2 separate regions of the Mus musculus genome follow, and region 1 is linked to region 2. Evidence: chromatin contacts called from public HiChIP or PLAC-seq data. All regions are on one chromosome and are shown on one strand. Each heading gives the region's core, a stretch centred on a gene start, on an enhancer-like site or on the middle of the called end of the contact. The rest is flanking DNA. Distances are from core to core; before and after follow the strand shown.

Region 1 (5,101 bases), core at 1,681-4,180, 670 kb before region 2:
AATCTATCTCATGAGGTCAGATGTGCAGTTTTTCCTTGTGGTGTCTTGTTATGCTCAAAAGCTTTTGGGTATTGGAGCATTTCAAATGTGGGATTCTGCATTCCCCCCAACACACACACACACACACACACACACACACACACACACACACACACACTTTGGCCCTCTCTCTGCCTTTGGAGGTAAGACTTTGCATCTTAGCTTTGACTACCCAGAAACTCAGCATGTAGCTTGTGCGAGGACTCATTTATGGCAGTGTTCTGGCCTCGGGTTTTCGAGGGCTGAGATCACCTCCATGCCTCCATCACTTGTCCTACTAAAGGACATACACAGAAAAGATAGCACAGTGGGCAAGATGGTTAGAAAAGGTCCCGCAGCAAGGGTAATGCTGACGCTGAAAAGTGCCTAAAGTCTATTGGGGCTTCGGGTCAAGAATGTACTAGATGGAAGGAATAATAAGTGGTAACGTTTGTGAGCAGAAAGAGCTCGGACTGTCTGGGGGCCCATGAAATATGGCAAATGTTGGGGATTGGAGTGCCACTGCCAGGTCTGGAAGCTGGAGAAGGAGGAAGGGGCCAGCCTTGGAAGCTGTTCCGCCATGGCACCGTGCTGACCACGCACAGCTGCCTGGATTTTCTTCTAAAGTCAGTGGAGTGCTACCGGAAGGTTTTTAAGTATGTTGGTATGGTTTTCAAGAGTTTACCTCACAGCTCGGTCCTTCCAGTAACAGCTGCGGCTGTGAGACAAGAGAAGTGACAGAAGCTTGTGTTAATGTTGACATCCCTGTAGGTCTTCTGCAGCAGCTGGAAAATAAGCCCTCTGGAGTGCTTCTGATGGTCTCTCATGCAGTGAAGAATGGCAGCGAAGTCTGCGTTGCTAGAAAATGGTAGGGAGGTGAGCTCACAGCACCACAGCCTTCTGGGAGACGCAGTGAGTAGGTTACAGGTTTCAGCTCATCCCCCAGGCTTGCCTTGCTTAGTGTGTGCAGTCCTGCATTCAATCCCAGGCCTGATAAACAACAAACAAACAAGCAAACAAACAAACAAACTTCTGTAGCCACTTACTGTGGCTTCCAGAGGATGTGAATTTGGTTGCCAACATCTGAGTCAGGCGGCTCTCACTGCTTCTGATAGGCCCCTCCCCCTTTCGGAGCCCCTTTGCTGCAAGGCGACATGCACAGCTTCTAAGTAAGCACGCTCCAAGATGTGCACACCCCTTGTGTTGCTACCCCGAGGAACCCATCAATGAAACCCACATCGTGCTTGGGCAGGAGCAAGGAGGAGTTCCTCGAACCTCCGGAGAGGTTCCTCGAACCTCCGGAAAGAACAGTCTCTGACCAGGCTCTGAGAAGAACGTTGGGAGTGCAGGCTCTGAGCCACCCCTTGTGCTGGCCCCTGTCCAAGAGAGGGTGGTAGGAGTGGGGTCTTGCCCTTTGCACACGGCACGGTGGCTCATCAGCTCGTCTTCTGAGTGTGGTCCTCTTCCCAGCTGTTGCTGCCTGAATCGTGTTTCCCACGCCCAAGCCAGCCTAGCTGTCACCAGCTGTGACCAGCTGTCAGGCAGTTGTTAGCACTCCACTCTTCTCCCTGCCACGTGACAGCCCCTGACCTCAGCCAGAGACCAGAAGAGCTTTCTGACAGGCAGGCTAAAGGGCAGGCCACAAGGGAGACCTGATCAACTAGCAGGCAGGTGGAGTCCCACTATAGTGGTTCATGGAGATGAACCCCACAGTCAGACACTCAGAGAAATAGGATTGGAAGCATGGTAGAAACACACACACACACACACACACATGAGCACATGCTGCAGTGCATGCAAAGATACTTGCCAAAAAGACTGGACGTGGAGGTCATCCTGGCCACGGCGGAAAAGACTCATTTTTCCCGATTGTGAATCACAGAAACAAAGTCCCGGGAGGTCCTGGGGCATCACATCCTCATTCCTGAGAGAGCAGAACCAAGCTTCCCAGGAGCCTAGGTGAGCATGAGGCAGCTTAGAAAGGTGTGACAGAACCTCTTTCTAATCTACTTTGCCCCAAGACTCCTGCCACCTGGAGTTTTATAGCCCCTGCTGTAGATGGTAGTGCACAAAATTTCCTCAGTGCATCATCTTGGGCTCACTGAAGCCTTCTTGGTTAACACCTAAAGACCCCTCTTCCCTCTCCCCAGCTAGCCAATGGGCAAAGCCATCACCACACCACCTAATAGCTGGTTCCAAGTGCCTAGACAGCTGGGCTGATCTCTCCTTCAGTTGTCACAGTGCACACATTCACACACCATTATTGTCCTGATTCACAGATGGGAATGGCAAGGCCAAGAATTGGTTCATCCTTCATTCCACAGATGTTTGGGAATGTTGAGTACAGGCGAGGCTGGGGTTCAGCTGGTCTGTGAGCCCTACCCTCTTAGAGGCTCTGGCGCCTGTCTGAGGACGGGTCCCTGAGGGTAAAACTAACCAAGCCAGAGAAGGCGCAGGAGCCCAAGAAATCTCAGCTGCCTCCCCTGAGATAAGAGTGCTTTGTTGTGCAGGCTATTTCCTGCACTGAGGAATTCCATCTTCAGTTGTTGCACAACTGACCCTGGAAATGTCAAGAATGGTGGCTATTATTTATTAATGAGCTAACCATCTGCATGGCTACACACACACACACACACACACACACCAGCTATAAGCCTGGGACCATAAAAGGGTCTCTCAGTTTGTTAACACTGATGGTTAGAGTATAAGAGCCTCCCTCCATTGCAGGCCTACAGAGTGGCTCAGGATTGCTGGCCTGCTGTGGCCAGAGGAGATACTGCCTCATCCACCCATCAGCTCGTTTCCTGGGGCAACTGGCTTTACTGATTGGAACTCAGTTTTTGCAGGTCCTAAATGAGGACAATGGTCATAGTGCTGCCTATCTCGAGGGTTGGCGGAATGTGAGCAATGTGAGATTCCACAATGCACCAAACAGACGGCAGGGCTTTGTCCTGACTCCATGGGGCAGCAGCAGTCCCCTCTTGAGAAAACTACTTCCAGTTTTTATCTTAGAGGTTCTTTTTTAATCCAGTGCTCAGAAAACACAATTTGTATTATGCTGGTCACAGTTTCCGTGGTCTTGGCTCTTGCTTGTTGGTAGAACTTGGCACCTGTTTTGTTATAAAGAACAAGTGATCAAAAGGACAAGAGCGCACAGTAAGGACAGTGAAACAAAGGCTTGGTTTGAAAGGCAGACAAATCAGCCAGGAGCCTTACTTACACTAGGGAGGCCTGCAGAAAGCTGTCCACCCATAGGAAAGATCTTTCATCCTGGCATTGCTGCTCAAAAGAAAAAAAAACAATGTTTGCTGGTCTGAAAGCCTCATCAAAACCATTCTGAAACAAGAAATCCCAGGTTTCCTGAGTATATTCTTCCCAGGCCTCCTCATGTGAGCAGGCTAATTGTCTCTCTGTCATGGGCTAAACAGCGTCAGCTTACCCAATCCTTCCCGCACGCCATCTATGTTTTTCAGATGAGGAAGTGAGGGCCCAAAGAGGATAAGTCACTTGGTCAGTGTTACTCAGATAACAGCAGAGAATGACCAGGAAGGCAGGATCGGAAGTCTTCCAAGCCCATGTGCTGCAACAAAACTCACTGCTTCTCTTCTGAAGGAAAGGATCCGTTTTGTACCTGGTGACACCTGGATAAACACCAGGTGACAGGGACGGGCAGAGTGAGAGGAGCCTATCAACCGTGACATCCCACACTAGGCCAGAGCTTGTATACCAAGGCTCAGATTTATGGCAAGTCATTTAGAACTTGCTATTTCCTCCACCAACAAAGCCTTGCTTTTCCAGAAGGAACCACCCCAGGGTTCCTTGAATAATGAGCTCTAAAATAGTACTCACCATAACTTTCCAGGAACACAATCTGCTTGCAGGAAGTGGAGGGTGGGGGGACACTATATACTAGGGAATGCAGCTATGCCAGGGTCTCTCGCAGGCCAGAGGCAATCCTCAGAGGCCACCTTAACAGGACAAATCTTTCAGCCACTCTAACTTGTGAATAGCTGTTGCATAGCCAACGGACTCTTTTCTTTATCTCTCATACCAATATACCATCCCTGTCCTGTAAGTGATGCCTAACTCAAGTTTTCATTTCCAGTGACATACAGAAAGGAGCACCTACCCCAGATCACCCTACCCCAGGTCACACTACAGAGAGTCTTTACTTGAGAGTCAATGTTCAAGCATATGACCCAGAAATTTCACTTCCGTGTGTGTGTGTGTGTGTGAATGTATGTATATACACACAAACAAATTAAAATCTGAGATATGAAGAAGTCTATATGCTGACAGGGCATTCATTATTTATCCCAGTGAAAAGGTGACAGACAGCCCAAATATCTTTTGACAGGTAGGTAAACAAAATGGGTTATGCACATAGACAGTGAGATATTATTGAGTCTTAGAAAGGATTACAATTCAGGTAGATGTTGTAACATGAGTTAACCTTGAAAACATCATGCTAAAGGAAAGAAGAAAGAGACGAAAGGGCAAATGCTATACAGTTTCACTCAGATAAGACACCTAGACTAGTTAAATCCTAGAAACAAAAAGTGGACAAGTGGTTTCCAGGAGCTAGGATCGGAGAAGAGTTGGCAGTTGTATGGAGCTTCTGTCTGAAGAAATGGAAATGTTCTTAAAATGCATCCAGAAGCAAAAAACTACTCTAAACAGCCAGACCCATCCTGAACACAAACAGTGCAGCAGGAGGAATCACAATACCTGACCTCAAATTAAACTACTGTAATAGTGTATTACTATACACACACATACATGCAGCTACAGTAACAAAAATAGCATGAGACCGGCACAAAAATAGACAGAGACCAGTGGGATAGAATAGAGGACCCAGAAATAAACCCACACAGCTATGACCACCCAATTTTTGACAAAGAAATAAAAAATATGCATTGACAAAAAGACAGCCTCTACAACAAATGGCATGGAAAACCTGGATAGTCACATACAAAAGGCTGACACTAGATCTGTGTCTCCACTCTGAACAAAGATCTTAATGTAAGACCTGAAACTCTGAAACAACAGAAGAAACAAAGCAAGATCCAGGCATGGGGAGCAT
Region 2 (4,718 bases), core at 463-2,962:
AGAAGGCGCTGATGCTGACCTGACTTTGATGCATCTCATACCCCACACCCAAGCCAACAGATCCCACAGATCCTATACTCCGCACTCAAGCCAACAGATCCCAGAACTCTGCTTTTGAGACAGGTCATGTGTTCAATTCTTTCTCTCAATTACCAGTGTCTCACGCTGTCCTAGTCAGGGTTTCTACTCTGTGACAAAACACTATGACCAAAAAGCAAGCTGTGGAGAAAAAGAGTTTATTCGGCTTACACTTTGCCTCACGCTTCATCATCAATGGAAGGAAACCAGGACAGGAACTCAGGCAGGGCAGGAACCTTGAAGCAAGGGCTGATGCTGAGGCCATGGAAGGGAGCTGCTGATTCGCTTGCTCCACATGGCTTTCTCAGCCGGCTTTCTTACTGACCCCAGACCACCAGCCCAGGGATGACACTGCCCATGATGGACTGGACCCTCCCTTCTGGTTCACTAATTGAGAAAATTCCCTACATCTGGATCTTATGGAGGCACTCCTTCAACTGAGGTGCCTTCCTCTCTGATGACTCCAGCTTGTGACAAGTAGATACACAAAATCAGCCAGTGCACAGACCAAGCTGGAATCCACCATTCCTCGCCAGAGCATCCTGTGTTTCTTCCTGCACAGGTCTCCAAGCCCAAACACTCAGCTTCCTGTCCATCTAGCTACTATAGCCTTGTGCTTAAAATTAGCCTCAGTCACCCCTCAGCTTAAATCTCTCCAGGGACCTCCACGTCACTAAAAGTACTGTGCCTGCCAGAGTCAGCGAGAGCCTATGGCGTTTGCTCGCCAGCCAAGGTTTCACTGCTCTGCTCTCGCTACCTTGGCCTTGTCACTGTGTTCGTTCAAGGTTATCCCCCACCACTAGCTCCTTCTCATCCTCGTTAGTCCTTTTGTTTCAAATGCTTTTCTCCAGGTCTCTGTTCAGTTTGTTTTTCTGCAGCACCCAGTCTAACTATCATGTTCACTACAGTACTTTGCCACACACCACCCCCAGGACTCTTTATTTTTATATCTATCTCTTCTAACATATATATACCCACAATAGAGTATCTATCTGTCTGTCTGTATTCATATGTATATCTGTCTCTCTCTGTATGTATGTACACACACACACACACACACACACACACACACACACCTCTGTCTTTGCCTGCTCCCCCCCTCTCTGTGTGTCATATAAAAGCACGTTTCTGGTACCATATCTGGAGACACTCAAGTGTGGTCCAAACATCAGGCCTCCATCTTTACTCCATCTGTGCCCTACATTTCCACTGACAAGACCAGGATGGTACTGGGAAGTTTTGGCAGTCAGAACACATGGCTCATGTGTATTGAGTTATAGCCAAGAAAACATGAAACTGAATACATATTCTTACATAGGGATCTGGTTAACAATCCCAGTCCCATACACTGTGCGCATTCTCTGATCGACACTGTGCTGAATAATTCATGGATATTGTCAGATTGCACCCACAGGGCTAACCATGACTTACAAGTAAGAAGATGGATGTAAGTTGAGTAGCTTGTATAGTTATAGCCAGCAACTGGCAGCACCAGGATTTGAGCACAGGGTATCCCAGAAAACTCACACTTTAAGCCACTGTGTTAACCCACTCATCTGATACTCTAGAACCATTACTCAATGTTTGGAGGAACAGAAAACAGCTTAACACATGGCTTGTGGCTTCTGGCAAGGGAAGGAGAGTGACATTGCAGAAGCCACACCCAGGAAGCCATAAAACAACTTGTGCATTCAACTGTATGATACTGAGTATGATCTCTTTTTAAAAGTTATGTAAGTGGCATTGACCAAACTTCCTGCATGCCAGACTAGGATGTAGGCTTCAGAAAAGTAACAGCAGGCTCAATTGGAGAGAGAAGTTGTCCCAGGCGAAGAAAAGGAAGGGCGTGTTGTGTACATGAGGGCAATACATCACCATAAGATCTGTTCTTGTGTAGCAAAGGAGAGAGGTCGAGAGAGCTGGCTAGGGATTGGTTGTTTAGAAAACCTGCAACCTAACAAGCAGGGCAGAAATATGGATGAGGCCTTTGGTGCCGGAAAGATATCAGTGACCACACTGATGCTAAGTCAGAGTGTTAAACTGGGTCAAAAAAATCTCACTTCAGTTATCTATTGGCCAAGTTGATGTTTAAGAAGGTTAATTTTCTTGCACTGAGTCTCTATATCCCTTGATCACCTATAACCCAGTGTCTGGGGCCACAGAAACACTTCTCTGTTCCAACGGTCTAGATTTTACCCAATGAGCTTGCCCAAATTCCCAACATAATTGAAACAGCCTAAGGCCAAACCACCAGATATGCTAGTCAGAGAGGGGTCACCACTCAGGTGTAAGAAGAGAGTGGAGGAGCAGTGCAGCCGTGCAGAGGCTCAACAGGTCTATTCCCTGCAGCCTGTGCATCTTCAGTCCCTCAAAAAGGACAGTGGTGATAGAGTCACATCCTTCATGTACCATGATGTACGTAGACATGGTACAAAGAATGAACGAGGTGCAGGGAGCTTATTTCTAGGACCGAGACATACAGAAACGACACAGAATGGACAGGCCCACAGAGAAGTCGCTCTCTATCCCTTCTGTACATCCAAGTTATCACACATCATGAAAGGTTCAATATGCTAACTACAAATCATTTTTATGCATTTCCACAAAGCAGGCCCCACTACCAGGACTGCCCAGTTTAATCTAAAGGCTAAGACAATGCTTCTTTAACTCAAACACTGTCCCTCTGGGATGCTCGAAGTAATTGAGGACATGCCACATTTCCAGCCCCAGGAACTCAAATGATGTCTCCCTGTTTTATAATAATAGTAAGTTGTAACAGAAAGGCACTAAGTCAAGAGTGTTTTATAAGTATCAATGCGGTGATAGTCACAGCACTCTTAGTAGTGGCCCAGAGGCCTCTGGAGCTACTGACATAGCCCAGGGAATGGCAGCATCTACTTGGAAGAAGTTGTAATCTTTGCCATAATGTCTGTATATTATGTGTAATTGAAATTGTGACCTACTCATGTTTTAGCTCATATCTAACTCCACCCACATCTTACTTCCATTCACACTCAATACCCCTCCTCACCCTTGCCTTTTGTTTCCATGATAGACTAGCCTCCTCCTTCTCCTCTCCCTCCTCCTCCTTCTCTCTCTCTACACACACACACACACACACACACACACACACACACACACACACACTTGCACGTGTCTGGTGAGCTGTGTGAGCTCTGCCTCCTGTTCCTTACTACTCTCTAGTACGTGATAAGTCAGAAGTTTGAGCCAATGCACATCAGCCCTACACACAGAGTAGAACAAGTGAATGTTTCACAGATGACGACAAAAACATCACGGATTTCACTGACACAAGGAGAGAACTTGAGAGAATCATCCTGAGTGAGATTACCCAGTCCCCAAAGGACATGGATGGTATGTACTCACTTATAACTGGATATTAACCAGAAAATACAGGATTTCCATGCTACACTTCACAGATCCAAAACAACTAAACCAGAAGGAAGGTACAAGAGAGGATGCTTGACTCTCACTTAGAAGGGAGAATAAAATAGTCATAAGTAGCAGATGAAGGGAACTGGATGGGAGAAGGGATAGAGAAGAGAATGGAGGGGCTCAGGATCAAGTATGGGCAGGGACAGGAAAGATGCCCAGAGGTCATGAGAGTGAATGGGAATCTGCAACCGACCGGGATGGGGAGTTGGGAGGCATCTCCAGGACAAGACAGAGACCTGGGAGAAGGGAGGCAGCCAGGAATCAACGGGGATGAACTTAGCTGTGACTGATGACATTAGGGATACAGAACCTGAAGAGGTCACCTTCTGTACCCAGGCAGAAACACCAGTGGAGTGATAGAGACACCAACCTACGCACAAAATTTCTGATCCCAAATTTATCCTTTCTGCAAGAAATGCAGGAATGGGGGATGGAGCAGAAACTGAAGGGATGGCCATCCAAAAAGCAGCCCAACTTGAGACCCATTCCATGGGCAAGCATCAGTCCCTGACACTGTTGATGATAATGTTATGCTTGCAGACAGGGATCTGGCATGGCTGTAGTTTGAGAGGCTCCACCCAGCAGCTGGCTCAGACAGATGCAGACACCCACAGCCAAACTGTGGATGGAGCTTGGGGACTCTTTTGGAAGAACAGGAGTCAGGATGGTGAGTCTAGTATAATCTTGAGTTCTTAAACTAGATATTTCTGTTAAAATGAAGACTTTATATAGACGAGCTTGCAATTAAGCACGTAATCCACTAGAGGGCATTATTGTCTCACATGAAAAGGGACAGTTGGGTTTTGTGTACAAAAGCAGTTTGCAAAGCGAACAAAGCAGGATCCATTTCAACTGCTGCAATATCATTCTAAATAGCACATAGTTCTGGAGTAAAGTTTTTGAACTCGACGCTATAACACTCAATATTTAACGTGGACACTCAATTCCTGCTCATATGCAATCTCAGAACCATGAGTCTAGTTTGCCAGAGTCACGATTTTGGAGAGGGGAAAAATGAATAGATTTAGTCATTTGGCCCAGTAATTACCCTACCCTGCCTCCTTGATGAATTTTTAAAATCATATTTCCAAAGAGGAAAACATCTTCCTCATGGCTGTCCTGACTTCAGTTGGGAAGTGTAGGTGTTGGAAAGGGCATTGTATGGAACACCCAGGATCGGCACA

The links. HiChIP or PLAC-seq counts read pairs in DNA pulled down with a chosen protein or histone mark.
Region 1: a contact with region 2 is called in an H3K27ac HiChIP or PLAC-seq map of trophoblast stem cells, with 8 times the contacts expected there. The contact joins two enhancer-like sites. A contact is called at or near these places in 3 of 15 datasets of contacts at CTCF or cohesin (embryonic stem cells, large pre-B cells and pro-B cells), 4 of 484 Hi-C or Micro-C datasets (cortical neurons and embryonic stem cells), 5 of 115 datasets of contacts at active chromatin or transcription factors (embryonic forebrain, embryonic stem cells, extraembryonic endoderm stem cells and 2 more) and 1 of 9 other capture datasets (embryonic stem cells).

What each region holds. Positions count from the first base shown.
Region 1 is chr12:12,991,855-12,996,955 of GRCm38.p6, reverse strand. It overlaps Gm35208 (a long non-coding RNA gene), which reads right to left. Exons shown (of 4, transcript XR_381277.3): 2 at 3,458-3,659; 3 at 3,239-3,297; 4 at 2,607-3,128. Among named protein-coding and RNA genes, the nearest start is that of Gm35208, 7.0 kb to the right of the region's middle. Within about 2 kb of position 2,930, at least 56 of the 459 cell types and tissues checked have an H3K27ac peak or open chromatin away from gene starts, as enhancers often do. A contact at or near this core is called in trophoblast stem cells, where this site is marked.
Region 2 is chr12:12,317,930-12,322,647 of GRCm38.p6, reverse strand. All of the region lies in intron 2 of Cyria (CYFIP related Rac1 interactor A), which reads right to left. Among named protein-coding and RNA genes, the nearest start is that of Gm34407, 31 kb to the right of the region's middle. Within about 2 kb of position 1,712, at least 68 of the 459 cell types and tissues checked have an H3K27ac peak or open chromatin away from gene starts, as enhancers often do. A contact at or near this core is called in trophoblast stem cells, where this site is marked.